2 separate regions of the Sus scrofa genome follow, and region 1 is linked to region 2. A link is a contact called in public HiChIP or PLAC-seq data. All regions are on one chromosome and are shown on one strand. Each heading gives the region's core, a stretch centred on a gene start, on an enhancer-like site or on the middle of the called end of the contact. The rest is flanking DNA. Distances are from core to core; before and after follow the strand shown. Region 1 overlaps CCDC146 (coiled-coil domain-containing protein 146). Region 2 overlaps GSAP (gamma-secretase-activating protein).

The links. HiChIP or PLAC-seq counts read pairs in DNA pulled down with a chosen protein or histone mark.
Region 1: an H3K27ac HiChIP or PLAC-seq map of alveolar macrophages shows a contact between it and region 2. The contact joins two enhancer-like sites. A contact is called at or near these places in 2 of 47 Hi-C or Micro-C datasets (epiblast stem cells and subcutaneous adipose tissue) and 1 of 2 datasets of contacts at active chromatin or transcription factors (alveolar macrophages).

The regions. Positions count from the first base shown.
Region 1 is chr9:102,845,709-102,851,183 of Sscrofa11.1, forward strand. All of the region lies in intron 2 of CCDC146 (coiled-coil domain-containing protein 146), which reads right to left. Among named protein-coding and RNA genes, the nearest start is that of FGL2, 21 kb to the right of the region's middle. Within about 2 kb of position 2,048, at least 38 of the 83 cell types and tissues checked have an H3K27ac peak or open chromatin away from gene starts, as enhancers often do. A contact at or near this core is called in alveolar macrophages and subcutaneous adipose tissue, where this site is marked.
Region 2 is chr9:102,762,289-102,767,567 of Sscrofa11.1, forward strand. It overlaps GSAP (gamma-secretase-activating protein), which reads left to right. Exons shown (of 32, transcript XM_021102559.1): 21 at 1,503-1,631; 22 at 2,747-2,805; 23 at 3,485-3,516. Among named protein-coding and RNA genes, the nearest start is that of GSAP, 70 kb to the left of the region's middle. Within about 2 kb of position 3,188, at least 28 of the 83 cell types and tissues checked have an H3K27ac peak or open chromatin away from gene starts, as enhancers often do. A contact at or near this core is called in alveolar macrophages and subcutaneous adipose tissue, where this site is marked.

The sequences.
Region 1 (5,475 bases), core at 798-3,297, 82 kb after region 2:
CATATGCCACAGGAGCGACTCCAAAAAGAAAGAAAACAAATAAATAAGGACTTGTATTGATCTTTCTCAAACACACACACACACACACACACACACACACACAATTAAAATCCTTCAGAGGATCCTGTCACCTTCAGGATTAAGTCTAGGTCCCTTAAAATGGCATACAAAGGACTTTATTATCTGCCACCCTCTCCAAGCCTGTCTCTTTTCTTTCTACACCTGCTGTGACTGTATCAGTTCTATAATACCTCCTGTGGTGGTAGACAGAATGATCCCCTTCTGGTACCGCCCAAGATGTCCACATTCTGATCCTTGTTTTGTGTAGATGTGGTACTTTATATGGCAAAAGGGACTTTGCAGATACGGACCTTAAGGTGACGAGATTATTGTGGGTTATCGGGCTGGGCCCAGTCTCATCACATGAGTCCTTTAAAGCAGAGACTATTTCTTGTTAAGAAAGATGTTAAGAGAGATGAAACGGAAGAAGGAAAGATTGAAGTTTGAGAAGGACTTGGTCAGAGGCTCTCAAGACAAGAAATATGGGCAGACTTTAGAGGTCGGAAGAGGAAAAGAACCAGATATTCCCCTAGAGCCCCTAGAAAAGAATGCAGTCCTGTCAACACCTGGATTTTAGCCCAGGGAGACCCACACTGGACTTCTGAATTTCAGAGCTATAATAGATTTGTGTTGTTTAAGCCACCAAAGTTGTGGTGATTTGTAAGGAGAACAATAGAAAACGAATACAGTTCTATACCACATCTTAACCTGTTATATTGCCCCGGCTTCAGTTTCTGTCTCCTGTCCACTTGGAGAACTCTTACTCTTCCTTTAAAACATCTCAGTGGTCACCACCTGCGGCTCATTCAAGAGCCATCTAAGGTGGAATTACTTCTTTCTCTCTATTGCGCCTATGTTTTTAGATGCATCTATTTTTGTGCCCATTGTATCCTATTATCAACGTAAGTCTAAATATGTCTTCCCCATGAGGCTGTGTCCGCCTCGATAACAGGAATCCTGCTGTCTTCGTCCCCCAGCCTCAGCACATAATCTAGTATAAGCACTTGGTGATACTCTTTAAATTGTCTTCATTTAAGCTTATCTTAAAACCAGTGATGTAGCTGGAAGAACTCTTGTTCATTCACTCACTTCAATTCTAAATTACCCATCAGAGAAAGCAGGTGGAAAAAGAGGAAAAGAATAAGGTAATTTAGCCTGAACATGAAACTTGAAAGAGCAGAGAATGGGCCACACAAAACTGGCTGCCTCACCCATAGCTTCCCTTCTCCCTTCTGCGTGGTTGGCAAGGCTCACAGGATAAGCAGGGACATCTGGGGCTGTTTCCCACAGCTGTCTTGTTCCTCCTTTGGTGGCCGACCACAGGAATGCAAGGGGGAGGCCGCAACTGGCAAATGGGGCCTCCCAGAATTAGGGTGTCAGATGCAATGGACACTGTGGTAAGCAATGCAGGTGCTTAGCTCTGGGTAAGACTTCAAAGTTCTTACAATAATTTGAAGATAACACACACAGCCAAATAAATAAAAAGCATGTCTGAGCACTTAGATGCTAATGAGTGACATTCCTTTAAAACACTCACATTTGTCCCAGTGAATCTGCCATTGCTTGGAATTTTCACAATCATTTATCCTTTGATTAAATGATTTCCACCCTCCATCCCAGACCATTTCCAAAGATCATGGGAAAAATATGATAGCAGGTTGGGGTGGCTGTGAGCCCAGGAGGCAGGAAATGAGCCAGATTAAAACCCAGATGCCTCTTTCTGAACTTCAAAGGGGAACGAATGGTTAAGAGCAGAAAAGCTAACTGGGCCAGAGTCCTGAGGAGTCTGTTTATACGAGGTCAGAACATAGTGGAGTATGGAAACAGAGCCGGGTTCAAACCACGAATGACTAAAGTCACAAAAACAGGAACCAGTAGAGTATGAGTGGGGGGCCCGAGTGGCGTGGGCCCCGCAAAGAACTCTGTTGCCTGCTGCTGACTCTGACCAATCGGCTTTCGGTTCCTCACCCGCATCGGCCCCACCTCTAGGTCACCTTTACAGACCTCAAGGAGCTGCGGAGGGCCGGGTGGGGGCCTTAGAGACCAGAGCAGCTCTCACAGGCAAGAGTTAGGAACACAGTCAACTGTATAGATCTTTTCACTACACCGATCACAGACCACAGACCGAGGCCCCTGCCCTGTGCCTGAGGCGCTGTCGCTGTAAATGGGGGGGAGCCTAGAGCAGGGCGGGCTGGGTCCTTGATCCCTGGACCTGGCCGATCTCCCCGCTGCTGCACCTGCCCACCCTTCTTCGGGCTCCTCTTTGTGCTGAGAGCACTGGCCGTCTCCACTGGCGCCCCCTGCTCTGGGCTGGGAGGTTCCAGAAAAAGGACATAGACACTTCCCACAACAAAGAAACTTGGGGCCTCTGGTGCCCACCTTCCTGCTTTGAAGATGCTTCTGCCCAGAGGGTTCTTCCCATTATTCATAAATAACAATTCATTTAGCTGAGAGGCATCTGGGAAGCCCGGGTGCCAGCAGTGTGTGTGTGTGTGTGTGTGTGCGCGGGGGCGGCGCTGCCACTTCCCCTTCTAGCAGGGGGATCGTGACAGATAGTGAAGCTTTTCACTGCTAATCGAAGAAGTGATCTTTGAAAAAGAACAAAACCCCCAAGTTTCAGCTTGTACTTCCCCATGACACCGAAAATGGAAACTTGGAAACAGAAGAGGAGGATGTATGAGTTCCACTCTTGCTAATCCTCTGATAAGGGGCTGTAAATCCTGGCTGCATATTTGGACAAGCCCTTTAGTTTTGGTTAAATATATTCCAAAGTATTTTATTCTGTTTGATTCTACTGTAAGTGAAACTGGTTTTGCAGTTTCATTTTTGGGTGTTTACTTTTAGTGTGCAGAAGCTATACAATTTGGTTCAGCAAAATAATTAACCATGAAAATAGAGGCCAATCTTTATAACCTGGTGTATTGTCCAAATGTTTCAATTAGGGCGGAATATCCTTGGCTCTCTTATTCACTTGATATATCCTGAGCATCTAGAACAGTGCTTGACACCCAAGTGGCTCAAAAGTATTTAATCAATGAGGCCATAATTATCTCACACATTCCTCAATTAGAGTACTTATCTTGTTAGGTTGAAATCATGCTAAGGTGTGTATCTATGAGGTGGGAAGCTCTCCTAAGTTGGGGATCATTTTGGCGCCCCAAGAACGTAGTATAGGACATGGCAATAACAGGTGCTCAGCACATGTCTGAAGAAGGGGTGTGGCATGAAAGTTTGGCATACCACGGAAGGATATCTCAATGTATAACTTTGTCTCTCAGTGTACGCATGTGAATTGGACCAAAAGGATCAAGGATATCGCTGAAAGACTGTAAAGAAGTCAGTCTAGAAAGAACACCAGCAGCCTGAAGGGTGTATGTGTGTGTATGTGCGTGTGGGCCCCTTACTATAAAGGTAAGAGGACATACACTTAGCATTTATTGTAGAAGATTTATGGAATGGTTGATTTTATGAGGAATACACATTCTCCATACAGGTTGGAATAAAAATATAAGCCTTAAGCCTATGAATAGAAAAATTGTCACACTTTGTCCTGACAGCTTGCCACCCAGAAAAGTCCTCAACTCATCATGATCTACCTCCAAGGATGCGTAACTCTGTCCATAATTACTCAGTATAAATAATGTCAGTAGACTGGAGAGTCAAACTTAAGCATCTGAGAGATGCAAATCTATGAATAAATCATAAAATCCAATATCCTAACAAAAACTCTTTAAAAGGCAAGATAATAGAATTTTTAATAACCAAATCGGTATTATAATATGTTAAAAGTTAGATCCTCAGAATCTTTTCGTTTAGGTACTAATAGGAACCAATTTAGTCACCTTAGAAATTTCTAGAAATACTATAATTTAGTGGTAACAGATGGATAGTGATTACCTATTGCAATTTGATAACAGATTATTTTGGAATTTCCTCAGAAATGGGTGGAATTTTCAGAAATTAATACAGTTTTCCAAGAAAACTGGTTTTTATGATATTTGGAGATATGGTTCTTTTTTTTTATTTAGCTTGTTTTAGTTTTGGAAAAAAGATAGAAAACCATATAATATCACCAAGTGTAATCTTAACTTTTTTTCACTTGATATAAACGTTGATACCCAAAGTAAAATGAGAAGAAATGAAAAAAAAAACCTTTAAAAAATAGATTCTAACATTCTACCAAACACAGCTGTTTCTAGTTCACTAAGTCAGTGATTACAAAATATTTTAATGTGCTTTCTGGCAAAAATAAATAGCCTAATTGCATGGAAATGCCACATTTCCAGTTATTCCTGATAGGCTGTAATGATTTAAGGATGTGTAACTACTTCTACATATTTATTTGTCAGGAAAGGAAGGTAAGACATTACCTATATCTCTTCAAATATATAAGATAGACCTTAATTCATGTCACAATAGTGTACTTCACTCCAGACTCCAAACCAGCAGTGAATAGTAAAAGTCTGCAGATGTTTTTAGTATGCACAATTTTTTAAGTTAGAAAATTAGCTGGTAAGATTTTAAAAATTGGCAAATTTTGCCATAAAAAACTGAATTTTTCAGCTTCTCTTGAAAAATTATTATATTTGATTACACTGGATTCATATTCCAACATTCCAACAATCAATTGGCATTTAGCAGAGACTGACTTGCAGAAGTAATAAAAGAGACTGCCCTTTTTCTAAAAGGAGCACAGTCTGCCCCACCAATTCAATGAATGCACAATGTATTACACCTAGGCTGTTAGGCTCATTTATGTTACTTTTATGGACCTTGTAGACTTTTTTTTTTCAACTATGCATACACAGTTTTGTTCATTTACTCTGTGGATATATCCTGATTCCAAACACTAAATGAATTCAAATATTTGCTTATGGCTGCAAAATGCAATCAATGAAAAAGGTTTTGTGTGAAAATATCAAGTCTTCAAAATGGATATTTTATCCTCATGATGGCAGACTTTCAAATAAAATCAATGACTTTTAAGGGACCCTGCTTCCCACTTTGTATGTGTGTGTGTGTGTATAATGCTATGTGTAACATAAAAAAATTTTAAGGTCAGTGTTTACTTCTATTTTAAAATGTTCAAGAGACTTTAAAAGGCCCACAGACCCACAGATGTTCAAATTTAATATAAGATCATACTGGGCAGTGTCTGTTCACTTCTCTGTTGCTAAAGCATCAATTTGATCCTGGTTAATTATACACCCTGATAATTCTTCTAGTTGGGTAATGGTAATTTCCTCTGACTCCTGGCATCTTCTATAAATGCCCATCGGTCCATGAATGATGAAAAATGCAAATGCAAATATATATTTGTACTGATTTTATGTTGTACATATTTTTTGTAGTATATATTTTATATATTTAAAAGTAGAAAATATTCTATTGATTGAGAGAATGGTTTCATTTATA
Region 2 (5,279 bases), core at 1,938-4,437:
GGGACTTCCTGTCAGGAATCTAATTCTGCCAAACGTCAGCAGGATTTGCCTTTATTATTGTTTTTTTCAATACACGGAAGAGCAAAGGGTGAATAAAGGTATAGTCATAATAAAGAAATGGAAAGGGAAAGAAAAGATGAGTGAGGTAGGTCAAGTGCGGAATGGGACCTGACCCCAGGGTTCCGATTTCCTCTAGAACTGCCCTTTCTTGAAAGTAGCTTTTCCTGTCTCTGTGAGAATGGGTGTTGGCTGGACAGGCCTTTCAATCTTCTAAAATAGGTTAGTTTTATTATGTAACTCACTTTACTGATATTGCAACATCCATTTTGAGCCAATTGTGGACTGTCCTTTCAGTGAGAATTTGGATGATGTGCTATTACTTCAAAAAAGGTACTTTAAAAAGTTCTTTTTTTCCTTGCAATGCAGCCAAGTCTGTTCCCACAGTAGACATTAGCTCACTTTTTTTTTTTTTTTTTTTTTTTTTAGGGCTGCACCTGAGGCATGGAGGTTGTCAGGCTAGGGGTAGAATAGGAGCTGTGGCTGCCGGTCTACACCACGGCCAGAGCCACACCACATCTGAGCTGTGTCTTCGACCTACACCACAGCTCACGGCAACACCAGACCCTTAACCCACTGAGCAAAGCCGGGGATGGAGTCCGCAACCTCATGGTTCCTAATCGGATTCGTTTCTGCTGCGCCACGACGGGACTCGGGCATTAGCTCCCTTTGATTTATGACCACACGTTGTACCCTTGAACCCAGTCAAATCTTTTATAAATGCATATATTTTGGCAAGAAAGTGTATATCATAAATCCATCTTCATTAATTTACAAAAACAATGTTTGAGTCAGGATATCCTTCGACATTAAAAAATGTATCACTCTTGCAATTTATTTAAAAATGACATAAGGATGTCTTTTTGCTTCAGGGTAGTACAGTTATATCAACACGTCAAAAGCCTAGATGGGATGGATGACTATCAATCCTGTCTTGGAGTATTTGACACCTTGAATGTGACAGCAGTTTACATTACCTTTCTGATTCCTGAGTTTTGAAAAAGATCCTTTGGAAGTCAATAAACTTAGCAGAAAGTAAATCTATTTTTCCATGTGCTGCAAATCTGGTGAGCATTCTCTCACTGACCAGGGCATTGTTGACACAACGTGGGTCTCTGGGGAAGAAATGACTCACTCTGTTCAGTGTAGCTTAGCCCTCACCCAGGGGAGTCCTGCTGGTTTGGGGACATGAGCAGCTTGCTCTCTGTGCAAAAGGGGCTCAAAAGGAAGGAGGGAGGCAAGACTCCTTGAGCCTCTCTATTTTAGAATTCCTCTTGGGACAAGGATGCCATCCACTGTAGGAAGTATTCACTCAGAAATGCTGCCTCACGAGAGCTGAGGCTGTGAGGTGAGCCCAGCTTGGCTGCAAGGCCTGCATGGCCCAAGCAGGTAGTTTGGGCCACAGGACCTGCTTCTCAAGCTCTTGGTGTGTTTGTCTCCCGCAGGTGCACAGCTTTAAGGGCTACTGGGAAAAACTGAATGCCAACCTGGAATATGTTAAGTACTCCAAGCCACACTTACACTATAACAACAGCATGGTCAGGAGAGAGTGGCTCAGCCTGATCTCGGAAGAGGTACGTGTGGGTTCCTGAGAGCAAAGCTAGAAGCAGAAACTTAGTGGATAAAGGTCAGATGATGCCCTGAGGTCACAAGGCTAGCTTTGTCCACAGCGCTCTCCCCAGCTGCCAGGCGCTGTTGATGGGTGCTGCTAACGTCCGGTAGGCTGACCAAGGTGCTTCTCTGATCTCTCTCCTCTTGAAGAGGAAACGCAATGCAAAGAGTTTAAGAGACACACATGGCATGTCCATAGAAAAAGCAGGACTGACCTGTTTTCTTGCATTACTCCATGATAAATTGATTTAAACAAATCCAAGTGTTCCCAAATTAGTGGCTGCTGGGCATGTGGGATGGTTGAAAAGCAGAAGAGTGACTGTGACCCCTGTAAAGGGTAGGCAAGGGGAGATCTTCGAGGTGATGGAGCTGTTGTGTGTCTTGATTGGGTGGTACCTCGTGGTATGTGAATTTATGCATGTGTTCAAAGTGTGGCAGAAGTACACACTCAATGTACCAGTGCCATGTTCCTGATTTTGGTGTTGCACTATAGTTATTTATATGAGATGTAAACACTGGGGTGGGGGAGGGTACGTGAACTCTCTAAGTAGCATTGTTGATATAGTTGTGGTGTTATTGTACATAATATATAGGTGACTTTTAACTCCTTGGAGATATGTAATGGTTTCAGAATAAAACTTTTTTTTTGGGGGGGGGGGGTTGTCTTTTTAGGGCTGCACCCATGGCATCTGGAGGTTCCCAGCCTAGGGGTCCAATGGGAGCTAACAGCTGCCGGCCTGCGCCACAGCCACAGCAATACCAGATCCATCCAAGCCACATCTGCAACCTACACTACAGCTCAAGGCAATGCAGGATCCTTAACCCACTGAGCAAGGCCAGGGATCGAATTCGAGTCCTCACGGATGCTAGTTGGGTTTGCTAACCTTTGAGCCACAACAGGAACTCCAAAAACTGATTTTTTTTTTTTACTAGTATTTTTAAAGAATCTAGGTGTTCTGATTACCTGGAAAGTATCTCTTTTTCTGAACTCTTAACTCTTACTGCATTATGACTCCGTGTGTAAAATGTCACCCACAAAATTTCAACTTCCACACCTCTGATGTGTCCTCATTTGTAGAAAACAAGAAAAAGAAGGTCGATGGTGTATGTGAGAAATATTCTTGATAATGCAATGAAGTAAGTAAAACGAGGGATTAGTTTAGCTGTAAGATAGCTATCTTTTACAGTTAACTCAGGAAAATAGTTTACTTGTGTTGTGTAACCTTAGCAAGATGATGCTGTCTGCTTAGGAATGCAGCCACCTGCACCCTAGTCTTGAGTTTGGAGCTGCAGTTTCTAGTGGGAAAAGTTTATGTGTTAAACTTTTTAGATTCACATCCTGGGGGTGGATGACTTAGTAGGAAAAAGTGGTAAAGAAAGCGTTTATTAACTGAGCATGTTAGGGGTGGGTACAAACAGTGGTTTGATTTTTAAAAAGTGTTAGTGGGCTGGTGAGCCTGCTCTTGTTTTGAAAGTGTATTTTCTGGGTAGATGAGTCATCTCGGAGTGCTTACAAGCATAGGCTCCGTTCCAATTCCTGTTCTATTTTCTGTTCCCATTATTTCCAATAACTGAGTGCCGCAATTGTTCTACGTTATTGTCATTGTTTGCACTAAAGACTTATGAGATTTTATAATTGCCTAATGTGGCTTTTGCCAAGTTGATTAAAGTTTTTGAGGTTTGCAACAGCCCGAAAACAGTTTCTGCAGTGGTTTTATGGGCTTTTAAAGGACATTGTCTCTGTATGGTATTGTGGCTTTTTTTTTCTTTTAAATAATGCTTCCTGTGTGAATAACATTGGCTAATTTCTTTGTAGGGTGATTTCTAACCTAGAAGCAAGGAGTGCGGGTAAGAAAAGACCTGTAATGAAGCCTTCTGGGTTTCATACCATATTTTGTTTGTAACATGGTTCTCCCTCCCACTGTGGGTTGGCAGGGAAATCACTTCCAATAGCACCCTTTCCTATCTTCCCATCAGAATGGTCACCCAGCTCCTTTCACGCCTCTCTTGGCATCAGGTCCTTTGGGGACAGCCGCTGAACGTGCCTTTGCCAGAGGAGTCTTTGACTGTTTGTTTTCTTTTCTTTTTAAAAATTTTTAAATTAAAGTATTTACCATGTTCCTTCCATTTCTGCTGTACAGCAAAGTGACCTTGTAATAATATGAAAAAATATATATATTCTTTTTTCATACTATCTTCCATCATTTTCTATCCCAAGAAATTGGACATACTTCCCTGTTCTGTACATAGAGTAGAACCTCATTGCTTATCCATTCTAAATGTAATAGTTTGCATCTACTAACTGCAAACTCCCTGGCCATCCCTCTGCACCCTGCCACGTCCTTGGCAAATACAAGTCCACTGTTGATTTTCCTTACATTTCCTCATAGAGCTGATCTAATTAACATGCCCTCTGCTGTACCTGAATAGTATACTTCCCTCGGCTTAAGGCTGCTTTCTCTCCAGCTGTCTGATGAGGGAAGGGTCTTTGACTTGCATGGTCCTTTCATTTGGGTTATTAGCTCACGGGGGTAGGAGGCTAGGTCATGGGGTGCGAAGACGAGGGGCCTCTAGACAAGCAGTGTGGTTATGAGGGAGGAGCATGGCTTCAAAGCAGACAGAACTGGGCTCCAGCTTGGCCACATGTTGACTCTGTACTCCCAGGCAAGCCATTTATTCATTTTGTGTGTTGTCCTTCCCAGGGCAAGGGTGGGAAGAAAATGAGAGGAAATGTTTGTAGGGCCCAGTCCCTGGCTTGGTGCTGGGATGCCCTAGGGGGCTGCTTTATCTTTAGCATGTGAGGAAGCAATGCTAACACACAGCTTCTAAACTAGAGGGCTGGCATTGTGCAGCTGCAGGCTGCAGGGGTGAGGGCTTGTGGGGAGTAGGGACAGTGGTTGGAAAAGGCTTCTCAGAGAGGGTGATGTGGAAGCCAAGTCTTGACAAACAAGGGGGACTCAGCTGAGGGAAACCAGGGGAAGAGGATGCTCAGCATATGCACACACAGGCTTTTCTGTGGTTTTGTCAGTGGAACTCTTTCACACCTCCTAAAGGTCAGCTTCTGTTAAAAAAAAAGAGCTGTTGTTTTTATACCCCACTTCCATGTTACAGCCTTGGCCACTGAGGTACATGCAGGGTGACCCCAGAGGAAATGATTTTGTACAGTGCATTGGCTCATATCCTGTAGCTGTGCGCATGGCCCTGTGAGCTGTGACTTCACTGAGCAGCCCCAGGGGACCAAGCCATTAGGCCTGAAGCCCCGGGTCTTCCACCAGCACCAGGCAGGAGCAGTAGGCCAGGCACACATGAACGTGTGGGATTCAGGCTCCCCCCTTGCACTGATGGGGGACTTGCAACATGGGAAGTGTGGCTGGTCTGGCCAGGGCTTCCGTGTGTCCTCTGTTCCTGTGTCCTGTCAGAGCTCCTTCTGCTCCTGAACTTTAGGCCCATTTGCATCCTATCACTAGTCATTCTCTCTTGTTGCACTTCAGGGAACTTGGCCCTTCCTCTCACGGGCTTTGCTTGTGCTAGTTCCCTAGAAAGAATGTCATCAGTGTCAGAAAACAGAACATTCTCTGTGTGATTCAGGGCTGCTGGGCTCTAGTTTTGTA